Linked DNA regions of Mus musculus: region 1 is linked to region 2. The links are chromatin contacts, called in public Hi-C maps. All regions are on one chromosome and are shown on one strand. Each heading gives the region's core, a stretch centred on a gene start, on an enhancer-like site or on the middle of the called end of the contact. The rest is flanking DNA. Distances are from core to core; before and after follow the strand shown.

Region 1 (6,550 bases), core at 1,335-3,834, 250 kb before region 2:
CAAGGGGAGCCGTCTGCTGCTACCGAGTCTGAACAACACCAGTTACTTCTCCTCTCCAGCCAGAGTCAGCACACCCAAGCTCACGGCCATCTTCACTAGAGGGCAGGCTCTGTGTAGTGCCCTACTGAGATGTCTTTTGTGAGTAGCTGCTAGCATTTGCACTGGATTTGATGCTAAGGGGCCTGAGCAGAGTCTGGCTGGGAAAGCATACATTATGCTGTTTGCACTGGTTTTCAATGGCATTGCAGGATTTTGTTTGAAGGGAGGAAAAAAAAATGCCATTTAAGAAACCGAGTCACAAGGTGACTTTGACCCACATAGCAGCTCTAAGTGTTTACATGATAAAGATGTCTAGTGAACCTTCAACAAAATGCTGTGCCCTGACATACACTTCACAGTGGAAAAACTGCACACAGAAAACCCTTCACTAATTATAAACAGATCACCATCTGAATAACAAAGAGAACTTAGTCCCTACCCACCATGGTACCTGGGAACAACTTATTTTAAGCATCTTTTGTCTATAAGATGGAACTAATGTTGGTATACTTTCTGCAGGAATTCATCCTCTGGATGACTGCTGAGAAATTCTGTTGATAGTGGTCTCTCGGAGCTTCAAAGGACAGGATGTACTACAAAGACTAGTGGCTCAGAACCTCGGTTGGACTCAGTCAGCCTAAATTCTGGCTCTGTGCTCTGCAATTCAGTAGCTATGTTCAGTAAAACCAGGTTTTCTTTTTTTCTATAAAATCCAGAGGAAATAAAAAAAAAATCCAAAGATGTGGTCCAGTGTTTGACTTATGATGCCGTTGGCATGTTAACTATTTGTACTTTTAATCATACAAAATAGGTGACTATTTTATAAACATTACAAGTTATTACAGATTTTTATTAATAAATTTCCCCACTGACATTATAGTTTTTTTGCTAAAGAATAAGAGAACTGTTAAATTACATATCTATGGTTACATGTCAAAGCCCCAAACTGTCTATATGTGGTCTCACAGATTAAATGGCCTCTTAATCAAACTCTTTCAGAAGCACTTGCCACTATTAACCTAAAACATGCAGGATTTTTTTTAACTCTCTGGACCATTTATAAAAGCTACTTAATCTAGTGCTGTAGACTATTCCTAAGATGTATACACACATGAGAGAAATCTACATGGAATTGCCAAATGACAGGGAACAGATGCCCCAGACAGATATCTTTCACCAGCAAGTGAAGCTTCCAGTGTCAGGGATGGGTTATATTTAGTTGATTCTTTGGTCAAGGGACACTGTGGAGACGCTCAAACATTCTGGGCTACTGCCAAGGCTCACTGATTGCCTTCAGCAAACAAGAGGCAAAGTCCTATTGCTAAAGGCACTACTTATGTATCTCAGTGAGTAGAAACTTGAGCTTCACTTAAATTGCTATTCATAAATTCATGAAATTACTATTCTGCTAAAGGAATATAGTAATAACTCCTAATGACGTGTTATAATCATAGATCAGTGTCTTGCTCAGCAATCCCTAGAGAAACTTCCTCCAGCAGTACACAGGAACTAGTACAGCGGCAGCGGCAGCGTGCATAGTACCTTCAGAGGTTCAAGTCAGAGGGGAGATGTTGACACAACCTCCACCCCTAACCAAGGAGCTATCTGCAAGTGACAGCCACTTGCAGAGGACAAATTAGTCTTCTCCAGTGGAGTCTCGGTGTGTACATTACTACACCTTAGGGCCGGCCCATGCCCAGGAGTCATTGGGTAACAACATAAACTCAATGGCATTTTGTAAACCTTTAATCTTACTTGGCTTTTTTTTGGGCTAAGCTTGGGACTCCTTCGGGCACTCCCTTTTGGAACTTCCACTCTGGAGAGGACATGTGTAAACACTGGCAAACGAACTGCCCTCAACTAAACCCTCAGCCACAGATAGCTGCCATTTCCAGCAATGGGAGCAAGTCTGCCTAGTGCTAGTGCTGAGCTGGGGAAGTAGCTGTGGGCTTCCGCTACGCAAGAAGCTATGTGCAATGGACACACCTCAGGACAGGCACAATGCCCAGCAGCAGAGGCTAACACAAAACAAACCCAAGGGAATTTTCGTAGACTTTGGTCTCATATTGATTTATTTGGGAGTTTTTTTTTTATCTTATTTGTCTTGTATTTGTCTTTTATAGTTTCTGATTTAGTGTTTTGCCTGTTTGTATTAGAGAGAGGGGGGACGGGCATGGAGTTCTTGAGAATTCTCTTGAATGGGTGGGAAGGATCTTGGATGAGTTGGAGAAAGAGGGAGCATGATCAGAATATATCCATGAATTTTTTTTCAATAAAATAAAGTAAATCAAAAATGGGAAAATGTTAATTTAAGTTGAATATACATTCAAGAAAACTTCATACATTCACACAGGTATACGATGTGCTCTTAGAAAGCAAATAGATTGAAATAATTTTTAAAAAATCCGCTAACATGTTATTAATATCAGGACATCAGAGAAGGAGAGGGTTGTGGGTGTGTATCATATGGAAACAGCACCAAGTACTATGGTGACAACTGTCTGCCAGATAGGCCAGGTCACATGTAAGTGTGAATCCCTGAGGTCAGGCTGGGCGGTCCACAGTCAGCAATCCTCACAGAAGTCATTCTCGGAGATAAGATCAGTCTACACAGAACTTAGCTGTGAGGCCAGTCCTGCAAACGGATGTGGGAGAGTGATCTTCACAAGGCATTCCTCGGAGAAAGCCAGTCATGAGGTTTTGAATAACCGTTAAGTTTCAGTAAATGCAGGGAGCTGGGTGAGAGCCTCTTCTCACTCAAAGCATTGTGGCAGGGACAGTGACAATTAACACACACTGAACGCAGGCTGTACACCACCACAGTGACAGTGACTAACACACACTGAACACAGGCTGTACGCCAGACAAGACATATGATGCTTTGCATGGACAAACTTACTTTATGCCACAACAGCCTTTATGATGGTTAACAAAATGGCTAATGAAATAATGTACTGTTAGCAAGTTTGAATATGCAGGAACATCCCCACCACAAAGCATTCTCTCTTACAGTGTCCGAGCAATGATATGACCCTGGTTTAGTACCCCAGGACCTTACCTAACTCACTGGTGGCTACACTCTGTAAGAGAAGATAAGAAAGGATGGTCCGCAACGTTCCCAGCAGTGTTTCTTCCTTCTTCCTTCCGTGCTGAGTAACAGGCAGCACAGGATGAGCCCCACCTCTGATCAGACTCTCCAAGGGCAGCACAGGCCACATAGCCTCCTCATAGGACCTCAAGGCGTTCACATACGAAGGCCAAGCTAAACACCTTGTAGGAAACCTTCTCTAAACTGCTCATATTCTTCAAGAATTTAGACAGTTATAGAAGCCTACTTAGTAGCCCATATAACACCCGTCTTCATTGTATTCTGGCAGGGAGAGACTTGGAAAATCCCACATTTCACTGCAAGTCCCAAGACCGAAGAAAGTAACTGGTAAAGATTCATTTTCCAGGACACTCATTAAAATGCCCAGTAACAGTTCTTAGTGTTGATGAACAAGATAAGACGATGGATGTTAAGGGAAGGTGAGCAGTTGTTCTTAGATATGTACAACAAAGAACACCCACCCCTTCAATTTTCACCTTTCCAGAAGCTACGGAGATCAATAAAGCACCAATCAATTCTTATAAAACAGGAGAAAGGAAAACCTCAAAGTGCCACTTACGAGAATGGGGGTGGTGGTGTAAACAAGTGGAGAGAGAGAAAGAGAGTTTCACATTAAAAGCGGCACTGACTTTGAAATGATTGGTTAACTATTTGCAAGAACAGTTAACCTTAAAAAAAATCACACAGAGAACAGAGCAATATGTGCGAATTAATGAGAATGTTACAACAAAAATAACAATGGAGTAAGTTGACAGAACGTGAGCTACATGTGATTTTTTCAAAGCCATAAAGCAGGATGGCACCACCTCCCAGCTGGATGCTGGGCAGCATATCTCTTTGGCTTGCTCTGTTCTAAGAGTGATTTGTAAGTCCACCCTGTAGAGTTCTGAATCATGATCCGTCTTCCCATGGGAGCTGCAGGGATCTGAGTGGGAATGGCCCCCACTGGCTCATGTATTGGTGGAACTGTTTGGGAAGGATTAGGAGGTGTGGCCTTGTTGGAGGAGGCGTGTCACTGGGGTGGGCTTTGAGCTTTCCAAAGCCCACACCATTCCTAGTTAGCCTCCCTTTCGACATCTCCTGATTGTTGTCTCAAGATGTGAGCTCTCAGCTACTGCTGCAGTGCTGTGCTAGTCTGCCTGCTTCCTCGCTTCTTGCCATGATGACAATGGACTAGACCTCTGAAACTGCAAGCATGCTCCAACTAAATGCTTTCTTTTTGTAAGGTGCCTTGGTCATGGTGTTTTAGGACAGCAACTGGGAAGTAACTAAGATGAGTCTTTCAGCATCCTCTCTACCAAAAATCCCTTTTCCTTAAAGAGTTATCCTTTCTTGGTGCCCTAGACTTTCCTGCTTAGTATACTCTGGCAGTGTTCATGTTACCCAGGTTGAAACCTTTAAAGAAGCTTCACCTGAAGTGTCTGATGGCAAAGGGAGGGCAGAATGATCACTAGAAGGAGGCTCACAGAAGCGAGGGTGATGAGGCACGTTAGGTGAGAAGGTTAGCAGTTACATTTGCAGGCAGCAGCTGGAATGACCTAGCTCACACCACGTTCTGTGACAGGGCTCCTGAGGTGCCTGTCATCTCATTACACATACACACATACACAGTATGGAATTACTTTTCAAATACAGAAAGTGCAAGTGTAAATATGCCTATATGAAAGCATAAGGTCATCTACTGGTAACAGGATGATGCCCACAAGCTTGGAACTTTCACAAACAGAAACAGTAATTCTGAAAAAGATCAAACAACACCTTCTGCGTCCACAAACAGGGCTCAGAAACAGGCCTTATAGGGGATTTTATCTTAATTTAGTCTCTAGCCCTTATTTTAAATGGAGGTAACTTATTCATTTCTAATCTCAAATGGGAAGGGTTTTCTAAATTTTTATTTTAAGCTATTTTAAGTAAATTACTTTAAGCAGTTATTTAAATTGTTATTACACGTCTAGGCTCTGCTATCTATAGACAAACAGGCCCAGAATCATCAAGTTGGGTACATTTGTTACAATCTTTGTTTCTGAAGGTCATGGGCATGAGCTCAGTTCAGAGAATCTGGAGACTGGGACTCAATTGAACCATAGAACCATCTTCCAGCCCAACCTTGACTCACACTCACTGCACGCCCAGCTCTCCCTTGACCTCTCTCACTGCTCTCTGAACCCATAATTCTTTTATCCACTGTCAGCAAGAACCAGGCTGAAATTTAGAACTGAGTGGCCATGGATGGGGTCTGGGCAGAAAAGGTGCCCCATAACGCCACTACCTGCAGCTAGCAGGCAGGAAGGATCAAGTGCCTCTGTCAGACGTACTGGGAAAATGTTAAGTGACACACTGGCAGTGCGAACTTGGGTATCTCTCAGACACGGATATCTACATCAACAGGGCTCTGTGAGGAAGGAGTTACAAGAATCCAGACGATTCACACTGTCATATACTGAATGCTGCCAGCACGTGGAGCCAGGAAGCCAACTCAGAATCCTGAAATGGAGGCTATGATTCACCGGTCAATCCCTCTCTAGCTCTGCAGTCAATTCTTTGGCATCTTGTGGAGTTACAATGGCTACATTTTTAGGCAGCTTCACCAAACAATGATCTTTCCTTTCGTAAAGGTTAAGGGACAAAGAGCAACTTTTTATAGGTGTCAATGGACCAGTCAATCTCCTGTGCTCTCAACTCTGAACACATGCTCAGAGTCCAAAGCTAACACAGGACCTGGCCAACAGATCCGATCACACAGAAACAGCCTCGTGCCTTCGGTTCTGGTTCCATGCCAGAGACATTTCGGTACCTGTTCTCTGGATGTATGCTTTCTCTCTATTCCCTCTGCCCCAAATCTGTCCTTCTCCTCACAGTCGCATATTGTAAGCATCATTAGGATCAACTGCTGCTTTACTGGGTGTCCCTGTCTTTCAGAGCCTTTCCAAACATCATTTTGCTTTTCATAACATCCTTGGGGCAGGTATGTCTGACACAGACTAAGCTAAGTCAGCAGTCTCAAGGTCCACGAGAAGGCAGGTGGCTGCAGCCAGTAGAGTGTCTGTAGCCTGGATAGAGCCCAAATGCACAAGGGCATCAACTAGTCTGGTAGGGAATGGGACTTTCACATGGGTGGTGCCAACTGGCCTTAACTGTCAACTTCATACAGCCCAGTGTCATCTACAGGGAAACCCCAGAGTGAGGAGCTGTTGTTAACAGTTGGTTTATGGCTAGGTCTGAGAGGAATTCTTTTGTCTGACTGATATAGATGGATGCAGTCCACTGTAGCAGTGCCATTCCCCGGTAGGTGGTCTAGGGCTATAAAAGAACAGTAGCTCAGACTGCAAGTTGGCCAACAAGAGTCCTCCATGGCTTCTGCTCTAGGTTCTTGAGTTCCCGACGACTTCCCTCAGGGAGAGA
Region 2 (6,864 bases), core at 4,057-6,556:
TTCAGACATGAAGGCAAAACCACATACCAGCATGCAGAAGTGACGTTTTGATACATAGAATATTCAGCTGCTGTGTCCTCAAGGATTAAAATAGAACAGAGTACATTTTCCTGTGTCGATAGGGATGTTGTTGAGAGAAACCCATCTTGTTGTCACATGTGTGGTGGAGAGCACACTACACTTGCTGCTGTTCCTCCATTCTTACTCCCTGGCCAGGAGCTGTACCTACCACTGTTCTTGTGCCTCAGTAAAAAATATAATGAAGGAGAAAAAGACCAACAATGTCTTTATGTTGCTAGAAAACAATCTTGTCTTCTCTGAACAGCTGCACATTCCCCGGAGCCACCCAGGAATGTGTGGACCATACTTGGAGAATCTCTGCTTTAAGAAACATGTAAACCAACTCGGAAAACAGAATGTCTAAAATTCTTTGTTTTTCTTAAGAACCACTGTTGTGACAAGCACAGGTCTGAAAGTTCTGTTCCCTTTCCACCTAAGTGGCTCCCACTTAGGCACTGGATTTTTGTGCCTTTCTTGCCAGACTCCCTCCTCCCCTCCCCTCCCCCTTCCCCTCCCTTTCCCCCTCCCCCTCCCCCTCCCCCCTTTGTCTGTTTCTCTCTGATCTCTGCTCAAGATGTCTTGGCCCTTCTATGTTTACTGTTTATCTGTGTATTCTCTTAAAATGTCTCAAGATGTAATTGATTCAGAGAGGAGGAGGAAAACAAAAATCATAGGAACACTACAATTCTCAGCTTACTGGAAAGGCAAGAAGGAAAAATGAATGCTTGTTCATAGATCATTTTGGTCACCAGATTTTAAAATTCTTTTGAGAAGATTATTGTTATATAGCATGCCAGATATTGGCTGTCAATATTCAGTATAATCTCTACCCATCCCTTCTTATACTCTGCTGTAGTGCCTGGAAGCCTGCAGAATACATTGTTTAAATCACCATGTAGCCTCATTTGGATTCTGCTAGTACAAGGAATCTCGCATGATATTCAGAAGGTAAAAAATAGGATGCGCAGTTATTCTTCCTCTGCTGTGGCGGGCAGTTGCCTGGCTTTGTTGGAAACATGAAGTTTTATGCTCTTTGTGGGTGAACTCCTGTGAAATGCTTATTTTACTTCCTCAAGAACTTACCAGTAAATTGCTGAGGTTCCTGGATTTCCAAATGTACTCAAAGCTGGTAATGTTTCTCCCTTGATTCTAGGCGGCCCAGAGATTTTCCAAGTTTAATTCCCTTTGTATTTAATCAGCCTTTCCTGGTTCAACCTAGAAAGGCAAGCCCTTTCTAGGCAGAACTCTTGACTTTATCAGAGTCTGGTTCCAGAGGTGATTAAAAGCTATAGCAACCCCAAGATACAACTCTGAGATTCAGTTAGCTGATTTGGTTAGACTGAGCAGCAATTAAGACCGGTGAAAAATGGGATGCCTGTATTCTGGGGCACGGGATCCAGATAATTACCTGTAGCTTCCTGGAGTGAAGGGTTCATTATAGAAAAGCCTTGACAAGACTGTTAACTATGACCATAGGATTTAGAGAGGAAATCAGTAAGAAGGAAAGGACAACAGAGTAGGCTCTCTGCCTCTAAAGAAAAGGTTACGATTTCCAATCCTCAGCTCAAGTTTCAGTGATGGGGAAACTTCCAGGATTGCCCTAAAAATACCTCTCGTAGCCATATGGCTAATGTATAATTTTTCCATCCTGTAGGTTGGATAATTATAACCCAAATGGAATTCACAGACATGCCAGGTCTCTTATGTAAAAGTTAGGGCATTGATTAGGAAAGAGCAAAATTTGAAAGTGAGGACATTTAGGCAGATTCCAATCATTTGGAGAATCATAAACTTTCAAGTCCCACCAATCCTTCTTTTTTCCTTTTTTAAAATTACCCTCCTCTTGCTTAAGACCCTGGCATAGTCATAGTCACGTCTCACTACCGTTTCTGGTGGTTCTGTGGCCCAATAGCTAAAGTTAGAGACCAATAGACCCTGGGGTGTAGGATTTGATCTAGGCAGGCATATAATACATGCACTGAAGAACTGAAAGATTTATTCTATTGTTAGAACCTTGGAAAGCACTTGTGAGGATGCAATGTGATGATTTTAGATTCAACAACAAGAAGCATAAGATGGGCAATGGCCAACTGTAGACCAGACTCAACACTCCATCAGAATGTCTGAGATGACTCTCTAGATGGCTTACTTGACGGGATAACTAAAACCAGGACCCAAGAGTAGCCTTCATTAAATGCAATTGATTTCTAAACAAAACCAAAAAAAAAAAAAAAAAATCAAAAGCCAAAAATATTGGGATGTATCAGTCAGAAGCCATTTGATCATCTGCCCTATCCCCATTATGTCCCCCAAGAGAGGCAAGAGGCCCTGAGAGATGTATTAGTGTCTTTGAAAGTACCAGTGACATTCTTCTGTGGATTAGTGATGGTTGTACAGTATGACACTATTTGGGCATGCTGCAAGGACATCCAGAGGCCTGGTGACAGCACTTGCCACCAGAGATAAGGCAGCCAAGGTTACTGTACTGGATAAGAAGCCCGAGTTTGTGATCTGAAGGTTTTGTCTACACTGATTGCTGTCAGGGACATTTCTTCAATCACAGATCTCCTTTACTATAAAGTTGTAAATGTTTTATAATAATAATTGATTCACCATTTTTTTTCAAGTCTAACGCACAGCTGTCTCCTTTATTAAGAAGCCTTAGCAGAGTTGCAGATCTAATTTGTCTTCACAGGGCCCTTCAAAACCAAGGAGGCTGTGATGTCACAAGGAAGGACACAGGAGATGGCAACAAGACTGGACTTCAAAATCTTGTCCTAGCTTTTCCTCCAAGGAAACATATTTGTTTATCAAAACAGTTCCGTGTGGCAGAAAAATACCTCATCATTGTAGGGTCTCTGAACACTGGTTCTAAAATGCTTAACCCTTGGAGAACCCCACATTTTAGGGTCTACTAGCTGTACTGGGAAATGAGTTGTCAGGAATAGGGGGAACATTGGCAAGGGTGTCTTCCAGAGGACCTAGTGCCTTGTGGTGGTTTTCCCAACTTGCAGAACCCTATGTCAAATCCTTGAGTAGAGCCATATCATAATAGGAACAGCCTTTTTTTTTTTTTGACAAAAGTCACAAATATTCTACAGTCTTGAGGGAGATATTTAGAGATTCCTATGATCACCTAAAACTGAGACATGCCAAGGATGGTAATTCCTATCCCATTTGCAGAAATTTCCCCAGTTTGTCACGTGCAGAAGAAAGATGAGTTTTGAAAAAGAACAATAGATTTTTATAAACTTAATCAGGTCAGGACATCAGTTACAGATACATCTCTGCCTGGGCTGTCTTGTAAGTACCAAGTGCTAATTGATTGTACCGCCGAAGCTCCCAGATACATCTCAATGACTGCAAATCAATTTATTCTGGGCTGTCACCTTTAACACTCTCGATCTGGCAAATGATTTTTTTTTGGGGGGGGCTATACAATTTATAAGGACTACTTACTGTTGTTGTAAATGCTGAATTAAGCCCCTGGGAAAGATGGAGCAGAGAATTATGTGCCGATCTGTGTTGGTTAAGAATAAAACCATGCTTCTGTGATAATTCTTTGAAGAAACCCGTGGAATAGAGTTGGACTCCTGGAGAGGTTGAGTGACTAGACTTGGACTGTCAAGCAGCCACATGTACTGAGCTACCATCTGGACCTGGGGGCCATCTCCTGTCACAGATGTGGCCACAGGCACAGTACTGTATAATCACATTGGAGGAGTAGAGACAAGGCCAAGTCTAAATGGGCCTCAGAAACACATTCAAAATCCATGAGCATTGGGGTCTCCATGGCCCTATACCTTCTGTCTTAGTGCCCCTCCCTGGCCCTGTCCTACAGCCCTGCAGTAAACTAGCTGAGAAAGGAAATCCTTAGACATGACCTAAAGATGACTCTGTCGATGTTCTACCCCAGTACTGAGTGGTGCTGAGTGCCAGCCTTACCTGTGAGAGAGTAAATTAAAGTAGCCAGTGATTTCCACAGGATGGAACCCTCAAAAGGTTAGGGAGCACTCAGAGTTGTCTGTCTGTGGTCTCAGCTTTGAGGGAGGACCTCTCAAGTCTAGGAACTGGGAGACCAACCTATAATACCCTTTTGAAGGGAAAACAAAAAGCAAGCAACAACAATGTGACAGAGATATTATTCTTATTTTAATTATATATAATCAATTTATAGATAAATAATATATAACAATTATATATTCATATTATATTTAAATTAATATGAATATATTATATATTTACATTTATATATTATATTTTATATTATATATTTTATATAATATAAATATTCATAAAATATAATGTAACATGATGTTATATATTATATAATTTATATTGAAATGTATTTATAATTATAATAATATATACTTATAAATTATTGTTTAATGATTTCATGAAATAGTAATTTACTTAGTGATGATTAATAATGTATAATTAACTATAATATTATACAATTATTATTATTTTTATTATTATTATTTCCATATACAGAATTATGTTTTACATTCTAGAACTTAAGATTTCATCACAAATTCACCTTCATGCCTTGTTTCCTGATGGTTCCCCCCCCTTCTCTCTCTCTCTGACTTTTACCCTCTACCCACAAACCACCACAGCTTTTAGCCCATGATGGTTCTCCCAGTAGCTACCACTCCATCTAATAACATAACTTTTATCTCTCTTCAATGTCTTCTTCCTTATTTTTCCTTTCCATCTTGTTCTTTATACCTATTACCTCCTAAACAAGCATCCCTAAGCCCAGATGCTTACAGAGGAGAAGCAAATGGTGTCATAGCCTAATAGCAGACGGTTAACACAGCACATGGTTTTTATGTCCTTATAGCCATGGCAAAACCCATCTCTCTGTTGCTTTCCAAGCATGTTGGCAAATAATCACCAAGACTCACCTTGAGTAGCAAGAATAAAGACAGACAGATGAGAAGCATGACAAACTTTGAACAGGTACCACCGCGCAGCACCTTGAATGGGTGCCAGGAATGAGGGGCTGACAGAGTCAGATGTGACCACAGAAACTGAGACGTTATATTTTTATGTGAACTCTATGAGTCTGAATTTGGTCTCCCATTTGCTAACACGCTGTGCCAATTGGAAATTGCAGGAAGTTACCAGCCAGACAACAGCCTGCAACTCTGGTCTGCGATGCAAGCAATGGATCTTAGTGTGTCTGGGAGTGCTGAACATGCAGCCTCGCAGTGCCTTCTCGTTAATTATTTCTTACTTTTGGTTAAGCTTTTACAAATCTAAAATTGAATGTTATCGGATGCTACAGCTAGCAATGGAGAAAGAGAGCGGCTTCTTTGCTCTCTTTACTCTAGAGCCTGGTCTATCCTTTGCCGGTAGCGGAGACTCAAATACGTTTTGAGTTGTTGAAAGAGAACACATCAAGTGCACGTTAACAGATTAGTTGCACTTTGCTGTGCGATCAGAAGCAAGACTCCACCTAAGGCTAAGGTTAGGGAGTAGGAGACATGGTTTTGATGAAGAGGCTGGGTCCAGAGAGGTATTAAATGCTGCCCTCAGGAGGCGTAACGAGGCATCTCACTGATTTCAGCTATGGAGGTCAACAGAGAGCCCTGAGCCTTCAAGAGTCTTTGTAGCACAGTAAACCCTGTTTATTTGCTATCTGCTGCCCTGAGTCGCTGTGAGGCACAAAGGCTCTGTCTGCCTCTGTAAATACAGTGACATGACTGTCACTTCTCTATGCAACTTGCCAGAAACCTGCTGATTTGTGACCGTCACTTGATACATAGCATTAAATGGATACTCTGAGTGGAACCCTAATATACAAAGAATATTCTGCAGAAAGATATATATATATATATATATATATATATATATATATATATATATCCCTCCTAACTTCACAAGTTTGAAGAATTCTCAGAGTTGTATATGTTTTCAAGGAATAATATCAATAAAGTAGTTAGCTTCCAAGATCAAACCCACAGTGATTGTGTAATCACGCAGGCAGGTGGCCATGGGTCTACTGGTGTACACTACTGCTTTCTGATAAAATGAAGATATGAACTACGTTACATAAAAATGAAAGGCTCGTAGTTTGTTGACTACATACTGAGTCATGCTCCAATTATTTTTAAAGGGAGAACTTGTTAGTATTTTCTGTTAGATTAACATGCCAGACAACATCTGCTTAGTCTTTCTCTTTCTCTCTCTCTATTTAATGAAAATATTTTTTTAAAATTTGCCATATGTTGGATGATACATTTTAAGTCCATAATAATGATAACACTTTATTATGCATATACAAACCTGCTCTAAGTTAGAACAGCATTTAGAATAGGAAAAGCTCAGTGAATAAAACTGTAGTTCCGGAATGTCATTTTGTAGGACTTGGGATCTTATTTCTTTGAGATTGCCAGCACCCTACACTTCCCAACACACATTCTTTATTTTATAACGAGCAATGAAGAAATATTTAGCTGTGCATAGAATCAGGCAATTGTGCCTTACATATGAAGTTAGATAAAAATATTTCATATTCCATACAACCGTAATGCGATCTTACAAATTGTTCCATATAAGCTACAAAGCTTACCATAATTGGCAAATGTTTATAGAATAGTTGCTATGTGTTTGATTGTAGGCATTGGGACTATGTAAATAAGTATACAAAAAGAATCTGTTTGTCCCCAAGACTTAAATTCTAAACTATTATGATGTGAACATTTCCATTCTGCTGGGTTTTATGTGTTAGGTAAATGAAATAATAGATAACAGAATCGACTTATAGTCCCATGTGTTCATACTTATGGATATGAT

What was found. A called contact is a pair of places that touch in the nucleus more often than the background predicts.
Region 1: a contact with region 2 is called in a Hi-C map of liver, with 5 times the contacts expected there. The contact joins two enhancer-like sites. A contact is called at or near these places in 5 of 39 promoter capture datasets (embryonic stem cells, hippocampal neurons, liver and 2 more), 3 of 484 Hi-C or Micro-C datasets (Sertoli cells, liver and nephron progenitors), 1 of 115 datasets of contacts at active chromatin or transcription factors (embryonic stem cells) and 1 of 9 other capture datasets (embryonic stem cells).

Annotation. Positions count from the first base shown.
Region 1 is chr17:64,743,080-64,749,629 of GRCm38.p6, reverse strand. The region is part of intron 20 of Man2a1 (mannosidase 2, alpha 1); the gene reads right to left. Among named protein-coding and RNA genes, the nearest start is that of Dreh, 21 kb to the left of the region's middle. Within about 2 kb of position 2,584, at least 27 of the 459 cell types and tissues checked have an H3K27ac peak or open chromatin away from gene starts, as enhancers often do. A contact at or near this core is called in liver, where this site is marked.
Region 2 is chr17:64,498,218-64,505,081 of GRCm38.p6, reverse strand. No RefSeq gene overlaps it. Among named protein-coding and RNA genes, the nearest start is that of Gm35098, 27 kb to the left of the region's middle. Within about 2 kb of position 5,306, at least 2 of the 459 cell types and tissues checked have an H3K27ac peak or open chromatin away from gene starts, as enhancers often do. A contact at or near this core is called in liver, where this site is marked.